Regions from separate parts of the Macaca mulatta genome. Here region 2 is linked to region 1. The links are chromatin contacts, called in public Hi-C maps. All regions are on one chromosome and are shown on one strand. The core of a region is the stretch at or near the end of the contact, and the rest is flanking DNA. Distances in the headings are between cores, read along the strand shown.

What was found. A called contact is a pair of places that touch in the nucleus more often than the background predicts.
Region 2: a Hi-C map of sperm shows a contact between it and region 1, with 4 times the contacts expected there. The contact joins two enhancer-like sites. A contact is called at or near these places in 2 of 14 Hi-C or Micro-C datasets (fibroblasts and sperm).

Annotation. Positions count from the first base shown.
Region 1 is chr6:8,607,460-8,612,694 of T2T-MMU8v2.0, reverse strand. All of the region lies in intron 3 of ADCY2 (adenylate cyclase 2), which reads right to left. Among named protein-coding and RNA genes, the nearest start is that of ADCY2, 150 kb to the right of the region's middle. Within about 2 kb of position 1,949, at least 5 of the 40 cell types and tissues checked have an H3K27ac peak or open chromatin away from gene starts, as enhancers often do.
Region 2 is chr6:8,804,287-8,809,521 of T2T-MMU8v2.0, reverse strand. It overlaps ADCY2 (adenylate cyclase 2), which reads right to left. Exons shown (of 25, transcript NM_001265652.1): 15 at 4,417-4,501. Among named protein-coding and RNA genes, the nearest start is that of CFAP90, 100 kb to the left of the region's middle. Within about 2 kb of position 2,096, at least 3 of the 40 cell types and tissues checked have an H3K27ac peak or open chromatin away from gene starts, as enhancers often do.

The DNA.
Region 1 (5,235 bases), core at 700-3,199:
GAAGTTGTTCATGCAGACACAGACATACAGCACAATGACATGCAGGTTCATGCTCGTTCTGCCAGCTGTTCTAAAAAAATTCGCTACAAATCTTTACTCTTACAATGATTTCTATGTGGCATTTTATTTTCTCACCCAGTTTTAAATTATTGGCTTTTACATTATGTTATATATACATGTACACGCACACACACATATATACACACACAATTTATAACATAAATTTACATATTATCTATACTATAGTAATATTTATAAATATATTTACAAAGTAGACTCTTCGTGACTACTTTAAGTAGATAATGCTATAAGTAGATAATGCTATTTTTTCTTTTTATACTGAAGATAACAATTAATTTTAAAAGAAATAGTTCATCTATACAAACTTCACCAGCTAACATTTGAACTTCCCAGACAAAACTGACGTGATATGTTTGTTTAATTCGGCCCTATACGGAAAAGAAAACAGTTTCACAAAGGCTGCTCAGATGCAGCCCTGAGATGGGCAGGTGTCAATGGAACCAGAGGCAGTTTCATCTTAACTGCGCACAGATCCCAGAGGGAGAATATGGGGTTCCTGGAAACTACCTTCTGAGGAATTTACAAAGGAGGAGCAGTGTGCTGGGGTCACTCCCATAACTAAGACTCCTGAGTCTCAGAGCACAGGAAATAGTGTAATGCTATCCATGGGCTTCACCAGTGGAAAGCAGTGAGCTGTGGGAAAGTCCCTCCAGGATGGACGACTGCGTGGTCCCTCCGCAAGCAGTCTGACATGGTGAGGCTGAGGGGAGGAGGAGCTGCATTGTTAAAAACTAAAGCATGGGAGCAGTGACTGAAAGTAGATAGCAGGTCGGCCCCTGCTGACACACCTACTCGCTACAGAATGTGTCAACTCCGAGAGAGGCACAGCTAAAGATCACCTGCTTGGAACTCGGTATGCCAGGCATGCCGTTGATAACACAGGGAACAAGGAGGCAGGCAAGCTCAGAAGCTCCTTAATTCTGGAGGCTTATAAGAAATTCCTGGAAAGCCCACCTTTCTGCATCTGAACCAGGGGCAGGTGGCAGGTTCTGGTCTCCCCAGACATGCCCACCTGCCAGCATGTGTCCTCAGGTAAGAAAGACACGATGTGAAACCCATACCTATGACTGCTCCATTAGGCTTTTCAGGATCTCCTGGACTGCATGAGGGCCTCTCCACCCATGCCACCCAGGCCTGGTGCTCAATTTCATCAGCAGGGAAAGAAAGGGGACTACTGTAATTATCCCACTATGTCCGTTTTGTCCATTAGGTTATGAATTCGGAGAGCACGAATTCATATTTCCTGAGTCTGTATTGAAGCCCAGGCACCGTAACATTGGATGAGAGAATGAATCAAATAAGAAAGCCAGAAGTCTCTGCTGTGGGTCCTGCTTTTACCCACTGGTGGTGTCACACCCCCAGCCTTCCCTTGAGGAACGTCCTATTTATGTGTAGTTCCTCATCAGTAGCAGCAGCTCTGGGTATTCACCATTTGGGAGTGTGCAGGAGTGGCATATTCTGAGAGTGGATCCCACTCTCATATACCCATGGAACTTTTAAAAAAACAATGGAAAGAAAGACACTGAACAAATAATGATGTAAAGTTGTTTATGGTGAATGCCAAATGGGGTCAGGAGAAGGAACATGGGGGCTTGTCTGGGCCATAAAGTAAGGTTTCTCTAAGGAGGTGACAATTTCAAGCTGAGCCCCAAGGAAGAAGAAGGAGCCAGGAAATGCTGCATTGGAGGAGGTGTGGTGCATTCTGTAAATGAAAGAAGGAGAAGACAGCTGAAAGAGAGGCGAGTTGGAGAAGGCACAGCCCACGGACGGCCTTGCAAAGGCATTTTGATTTTAGTCTAGCAGGTTGTGCATCTGAAGCATAACACATGATCCAGTCTGCTTCTGCAAGAGCTAAGTGAAGGAGTGAGGGAAGGAAGCAAGTGTGGAGCCTCATGGTATATTCTGGAATGACCCGGACTTGGAGCCTGATTGAATGCTCTGGAGAAAGGGGAATCATTGGGTGTGGGTGCAGGAGGTGGCATCTATATGCCTGCCCCCAAATCCAGCTCTGCCACTTGCACACTGTGTGCCCTGGGCCAGTCACTTCATCTCTCCCAGGCTCGGTCTTCACACCAGAACAAAGGAGGTAGGGACCTCATTACCAGTATTTAACAGAACGGAACATGTCAAACACCTTGGAAACTGCTCGCTCCAGATAGGAAGCCGTGAATAAATGCTGTTGTCCGTCACTATCTCTATTATCATTGATGTATTTAGTCATGCATTACCATTCATTCAAAGCCAACTCCGGACATGGCTGGGAAAATAAAGACCTAAAAGAAAGCGTTAGATGAACTGGATTTCTGTTCTGTCTTGTAAAAGAAAGGACCATAGGAATCAGTACAAGAAAACACAACCTTATTAGGGTGCTTTTCTGAAAACATTTCATATCCTCTAATGGAGGGCTGTATGGTACCAGTATCGGAATAGGTGAAAGGAGTTACTGATGGCAGGGAAGAAGCTTATGTTTAAGGGATGGCTTCCTAAGACAGAAGAAGTGAATTTCTGTCAATAGTTCTGGAAAATGATCATTAGGAAGTAGAAACTTCTTCAAATGTCTGATCTGCAGTGATCCCCCTCTGCACACAGTTACCCCCTCCCAGCCTCCAGTTACCATGGCTGAACTGCCCACAGGGAAGGGATTACCTGGGAAGTACAATTGTGGAAAAGAAAGAAGGAGCAAAAGGGCTGCTTATCGGTTGGCGTGGAACCCACCAACTGTGTGCTGAAGGACTGCCACGTCACTGTCAGAATCACCTTCCGAAATAACTAACTGCCCTTCTGAAGGACAGGCCAGCTTCTCCAAGCACAAAATCGTAGTCACTTTAAAAATAAACGCTGTAGAAATAAACCCCTTTTCTAAGCTGTGACTTTGGGGCGGGGGCAGCATAGGTCTGGACAAAGTGTTCATTCACTGGAAACTTCTATGGGTCGAGAGCAGAATGGGTGCTTGTTCCTTGGCCACGCAGGCACAGAGATCCTCCCACAACCAACTCTTTCATTAACAGGAAGGTGAAACTTCCCCTGGCTTTTAAGTATCTGGGACACTCAAACACTCACCAGTAGGAAACAGGTTCCCTAATAAATTATTTTTCTTTTCCTTGTAGAAAGGAGAGAGACCAAAGGCACCACATTAGTGGATACTGACCCTGGCAAATCCAATATGGTTCTCAGAAGCACTGTAGAGAGGAATGCGTGAGGACACCAAGCGGAGGGGCAGGCATCTGCTCAGCCGGTTTCCGGGATGGTGCCCAAGATTCCCTCCTACTGATATGTGTGTTCTGATGTTATTCCATCCACTTACGGGTGAGACCCAGTAGCCTCCTTCTTATGAGCAGAATAGGCGAAAGTGATGGGTCAGATGTCACTGGTCAGATTAGGCTGCACAAACTACGACTCCCATCTTGCTCCTACCTATGCTCGCTCTCTTGCTGGTCTCTGCAGCCCTCTTCCTTGCTAACCCTGAGAAAGCCAGCTGCATGGTTGTGAGCCACCCCACAGAGATGGCCAACTGGCAAGAAACTAGGTGGGGCCCCTGGCTAACAGCTCCTGAGAAACTAAGACCCTCATATCCATGGCCCATAAGGAGCTGAATCCTGTCAATGCCACGTGAGTAGGTTTGGAAGTGGGTCATCCCAGGGGGAGCTTTAGGATGCCTGGAGCCCCAGCCAACACTTTAGCTGCAGCCTGGAGACAGACCCGAAGAGAGAGGGCTGAGCTAAGCCATGCCTGGATCCCTGACAGAAACTGGGAGATCATAAATGTTGTTGTGAGCCCCTAAGTTTTGGGGAATTAGTTCTGCAGCAACTGGTAACTAATACACACCATTTCCTTTCCTTTTCTTTTTTTTTAAATAGGTTTCTTTTTTTTATTATTATTATACTTTATGTCCCAGGGTACATGTGCACAACATGCAGGTTTGTTACATATGTATACATGTGCCATGTTGGTGTGCTGCACCCATAAACTCGTCATTTACATTAGGTATATCTCCTAATGCTATCCCTCCCCCCTCCCCCCACCCCACGACAGGTCCCGGAATACACACCATTTTCAAACAGAATTTAATACAGGTCATTGGTTCCCCAGCAATGGAAGAATTAGGAGAAGGCAAGGTTAGAGGAACAGGAATAAGGCAGCCCAGAGATGGAAACAGAGGAAGCCCCCCACCCCTGCCCCTGCCTCGAGGCTGGAGGGGAGGGGACAGAGGCAATGTTAGCGGAGCCCAGAGGTTCTTGCGCAGAACAGAGCTGGGTGTGTTCATTGCGAGCTGGCACTATGGAGGAGAAGCAACTCTTGAAGTTGAAGAAGAAGGGGAGAAGCATTGCTTTGTTTCCTCTGCCTCCCAATCGCCTGCCAAGGCTGGGGTGGCCTGAACCTAGCAGACCCCAGAGCCTGGGGACCCTTCCTGCTGGGTCAGTCCCTGTGACCCCGGGCAGACAGGAGGCAGCCAGGGATGGACTCAGGGTAGGCAGGCCCAGGCCCGGCCCCAGTGCACACCCATCAAACACTCAGGATTCCTTGTGCTTTCTCCATGGGAGTCAGTCGGGTGGGGACAGCCAGGTTTCTCCTGGGTTTCATTTCTGTTTTATTTCCGCATGATTTCCTTTTCTCATGTCTCCACAAGGAGAGATTTCCCTGGAAACTCTCTCCAACTCTTTTCCTTCATTTTACTCACCTCTCCTCCCAGGAGGGTATGGGCCTGAGCGTGAGTGGAACAATCTCCCCACGAGATTTCCACGTTCTAATCCCCAGGGGTGGGCTGAGCCATGGCCCCTCCAACGTCGTCCACATCCTAATCCCTGGAACCTGTGGATGCTGCCTTCCATGGCAAAGGGGACTTTGCAGACATGATGAACCTCAGGAACCTCAGGGATGGAGAGAGCATCCTGGATGACGCAGGTGGGTCCAGTTAATCACAGGGGTTCTCATAAGAAAGAGGCAGGAGTATGAAAGAGGAAATCGGAGATGTGAGGATAGAAGAAAGGGGTGGAATGATTCAGGAATGCAGCAGCCTTTGGAGGCTGGAAAAGGCAAGGATAGAGATTCTCTCATAAAGTCCCTGGAAGGAACCAGCCCTGCCAACACCTTGACTTTACCCCAGTGAAACTGGCTTTGTGTTTCTGGCCTCCAACACTGTAAAATGTGTATTGT
Region 2 (5,235 bases), core at 847-3,346, 200 kb before region 1:
ATGGTGAGATGAAGGGGCTGCTATATGGGCCCAGGAAGGCACCTGAGGCAGAGGTGTCTAATAAGATCCAACAAGTGAGCACATCAAGATTCCAGGCCCAGATGCAGACGCTGGGAACCTACCAGAATGTGGAGCAGGATACCATGACTGTGAGCTGGATTCAGAGCTTCAAGTTCAGAAGGAGTCCAGTTGGGGTGAGAATAGGGGTGGAATGTTTTCTGAGCAGTGGTGCCAGGAAATTGCACTTGGGTGCAACCCAACATTCCTTCAAGCAGAGACTGATATTAAATATTTATCTTGTGCTTCAAGTACTAGAGTAGTACAATGAACAAAACAGGGCTGCAGTGAACTCACTGAAGATCTTTCCATCCACAAGAATGAAAGTAATAATGCAAAATGGGAATCCCAGCCAGTCAGCACGAGGGGAGTTGGTGGGGAAAAGATGGGCTCTTCAAAGTTGGGTTATGAAGGTTAGACGATGATTTCCAACTGAGGAGACAGCTGGAGGCATGTCAGAGTCAAGGAATCACGGTGTATGTGAACAAGGCATTTGGATGCAGCGTGATGAAGGCCACTGACTCACATTCCTCCTCACGTCCACATGATCATTTACACATAAGAGCCTGGCCCCATGCTGGGACATCTGGAGAAGGTTCTGTAGGGGACACCTAACTCGGCCTGAGAAAGTTTGGCCTCCATGAGATGAGGGAGTGCTAACCAGAGCCGGATGAGAGGAGAAAGTAGGAAAGGACCCCATAAAAACGCTACAGTACAAGGAACTCTATATATTCAAGGGGAAACAGAAACAACTTAGAGGTCTCAGTGAGATCTTATGTGTTGGAGGCTAAGCTAAATGATACAGATTGTCAGTCCCATGGTGTAAAAAGAAGGGCTTGGTGCAGGAGTTGGTGCAGTTTCCAGGTTTCTTGGAAGGTGCCCGGTGGCTAAGCCCACCCACGTGCACAAGAACTGAGACCTGGGCAATGTGGGGGTAGCAGGGAGCCAGCATGGGGCATGCCTCGGGTGGGAGTGAAGGGGCCGATGGAGGCAAGGGCTGGGCTTCTCACAGAAATAATGATCACAGAAAAGAAATGCCTGCCATGTGTTTGAGAACATGTCACTGAACAAATATCTGTATGATTTTTCTATCAACAGGAACAAATCTGCAATTCATTATCACCCTTATTTTTTTTTCCTATTTTGATATCTTTCTACCTTTTTATCAAGGCCAGTTGTAAAACAAGCAATCGATTTGATTTATTGGCGTTATGCTTTTTATGCAACAGAGAATGACAGAGGCAAAACTCTTGGGAGAAAACATTAGCCAGGCCGACCTCTCCTCAGCTTCCTTTATGAAGTATTACATTTTATGTTAATTCTTCATACGGAGAACTGAAAGCTGGTATTAGAGCACAAATACTGCCTTTGGCATCGAAGTTTTCAAAAAATCACCATATGTTAATTGAAGGTAAGTTTCGGGTATTAAATACTCTTTAATAAACTAAGTATTTAATACATAATAAATGCAAATCATTATAAAACCTTACTCAACTGGGAAGCTATTAAGAAGCCAGGGAATGAGCAATTAGGATGCGACAATGTTTCTCCATGACCACCGTGGAATATTTGTGATGAGCAGTTTTTGACTGAATTTGGATGGCAGAGTGCGGAGTACTCTTAAGTACACTTAAGCCTTCTTAAATTGTCTGTACACCAATATGTTTGATGTTGCAAATTTAAAAAATCCTTACAGAATGGTTTAAACAGTAAAAAAGTACCTATTAATGAAGTGAAAAGAATTCCTTCTTGATTTTTTCATGGATTACATCCAAGGAGGAGGAATTGCAGCTGGCCACTAGAGGGAGCCTCATTCACAGATCTTATGGAATCAAGTTTAGGAAGACGAAGTGTCATCACGTTTAGGCTTCCTGGGCACTTTGACACCATACAGGCTTCTTGTGAGGAGGAGGTAGGCACCAATTTATTTGCAGCCTTGAAATCTTCCTTTTGTGGTACCATGGAGTCAAAAGGGACTTCCTAGCATGTGGCCTGTGGAGGCCAGGGTCCTGGGAAGCTCCAGGGATGGGAGGGCAGGAGGAGCTATGGATGTCACCTTGACGGCTTACCGGGGCCTCAGGCTGGCCACAGGAGGGAACAAGAGCTATGGCAGGAGCAGCAGGGCGTGGGATTCCAGCAAGGCTGAAAGGTAGGCATCACAGGGGAGCAATGCTTTCCCACAGACTCAGCACGGTTGTTCCTGAGATATTTTTTTCTGCCCCCAGCTCTATGTTTCTTTAATATAACAACTTAGACAGTAGAAAGAAAAAAAGTCAGCTTGATACCCTAAATATACCGTATGCCCCCATATCCAAGACCAGATTCCCTGGGATGAAAATGATAAATATGGCTAGTTAGGCACAATGATGTGAACTGACTTAAATAGAACTAGGTTGGGATTTCCAATGGAACCACCAATGATGGTTCTTATTTTGAAAACCTGAGAAATGGACTTCAGGAGATTTATGGGGGTAAGGAAAAGAGCAGGGGAGCCTGTGTGCCTTTCCACCCGAGGGATGATTCTGGGAACATAGAAAACCAGGCTTCTTTCTACAGTAAGCATTTTCAAACTTTGCCAAAGAGTCCCATCAGGGCCTTTCAGAGCGGATTCAAATTAACCAAGGGTCCTCCCTCCTCTATACAACCCACAGTGTCTTCAGGGGGCTTCAGAACCGAGATGCTATGTGTGCATTTGGGTAAAGCAGAAACCACAGTCCCATTTTGGAAGGGCTTTCAATACAATTAGAAACATCTAAACTATTATACAGTAAACAAAATCCACACAAGTTTGCAACGGTATAAGGCACAGAGGGCAAAGTGCTTACTGTCGACTGCACAAAGGCCGAGACAAGGTTTGGAGTCTTAACCAGCCTTGGCCAAACGCTTTCAGCACGTCGGACTGGAATACAAGGGACAGTTTGGGGGTCAGGACTGCCACTTTTCAGAGCTTTTGAAGGGGGGACGAGGATTCTAAGAGGCCACTATCGCGCTGTCCTGATATTGTTGCTAGCAGTAGTAGTGTGTTTTATGAAAAGCAAAATAACATTGCAATAAAGCCACAGATGCAAACTGTAAACCCATGCAGAATAAGAAAAAATTCTTTCATAGAAGCCACAATAGTCCTGAGAGGTAACAGACAGACCACAAACCTCAGGAGGCTTCCTTGGAGGTGTCATCTAAATGGGTTTGTCACAGTCTAACTGGCAGAAGAAATCATGATTTTTGACAATGTGAAAATATCTAGACTATAGTCTATAACTGCAGAACTCACATAAAATACATACATTGAAAAATATTTTAAAGAACATTTCTATTTATTTTTTATAATAGGTTATTAATTATCATGTTAAATTTTTTATTTAAAAAAAAAATCTCTGAAGCTTCTCTTGAGAATGCCCATGACCTCTGTTGAGAAGCTCAGAGTGGCCTCTCTGTCCCAGCTCATCTCCACTGAACAAAACAAAATAGTGGCTTCTCTTCAGGGCCTTCTATCCCATTGTTTGCTTCCTTAGGATGTTCTCATAGACCGATGGCCAGCTAGCAACACTTGCTTTAGACTTCCAATTTTAGATGTAATCTGTATATCCAGAACCAGCGTTTAAACCTGATTAGCTTAAACACTAATAAAAGATATTTTAATATATGCTTTCTTCAACTACTCCAACATTGTATAGCTTGAAAGTGACTGTAGCAATGTATTAGGTTTACTTTTTTTTTTTTTTTAAATTTTACTTTAAGTTCTGGGATACATGTCCTGAACGTGCAGGTTTGTTACATAGGTATGTGTGTGCCATGGTGGTTTGCTGCACCTATGAACCCATCATCTAGGTTTTAGGCCCCACATGCATTAAGTATTTGTCCTAATGCTACTATCCCTCCCCTTTTCCCCTACCCCCCCAACAGGCCCCGGTGTGTGATGTTCCCCTCCCTGTGTCCATGTGTTCAACTCCCACTTATGAGTGAGGACAGGCAGTGTTTGGTTTTCTGTTCCTGTGTTAGTTTTAATTCTCCTGTACACTGAAAGTCTCGTATTATACTTGCATTTGCTGCTATAAATACTCTGAAAAGTTAGAGGAAATGATAAAAATATATTGACAGAACCAAATAGCAAGAATGCAATCTTCTGATGTGACATCGAACGTTTCAAATCATCTTTGTATTTGTGTCTTGGTTGTGCGTGAGCTGTTCCAGTCTGTATTCTTGCTTATAGACCTGAAGGGTGCATGTTTCCTTAACTGGGATCTGGAGTTCTTGAAGTGGTAAAGCAATAAGCTCCTTGTTTCTGAAAGTTTTAGGTAAGAAATCAGCTTTCATGAAATGAGCATACTTTTCAAAGAAGCGCCACATTTGAATACCTACCAGAAGCTGTCCAGCAAAGCAGACGAAGAGGATGAAGGCCAGCAAGAGAAACGCAGCCCCAAAGGAGATGCCCAGGACGGACGTTCTACCAGGAAACAAAAAGTAGCAAGTCAGGGTGGAGATCGTTTCTATCATTCTGGAAAGCTACCAGTAATACTTTTGGGTTAATGAGGACTTTATTAAATTCAGACTGCAATCCTCACTAAAATTTTGAGAAATAAAAATGGAGCTAAAATACCACACACATGTCCATAGAAAAGGGTCTACACAGCGATGGCCAATCAACTTACTCTGACTCAATAAAACTGCCTCATAAGCATCAGTTCTTTATGGAGGATAAAGAATCTTTTTAAATGACTTGCCCATGTGTCTGGCAGTTTCATGTGGTACTTGGCCACATCCCCCATCTCGGTGGCCTCTTCACTGCCAGTGAGATCCTGGCAGCTGCTGCCTTAAGGACAGCCTCACACCTTGATAGCCTGGAAGTCCTCAAGTTCCACCCTTGTTCCTGTTGACCCAGGAGACACTGAGTCCTCCCCCCGCCCCCGCCAATCTCATGCAACCAGATTCAACCTATTTTGTTCAACACAGATGCAGCAAAATGTGTAGCAAGGCTTTTTACACGCTTGAGTGCACCAATGAACTCAAAAGCATCCCATGATCATGTGAAAAACACACCTACCGAGTTGCGAATTCTGCTACTGACAGATTACAGGTTTATTTATAAGAATTGTATACATATCCAAAAGGTCCTTTAAATAATTAAATAATTCAAAGCCTTTTAAAGCTGAGTTTAATGCCAGGATAGAAGTTACAGAG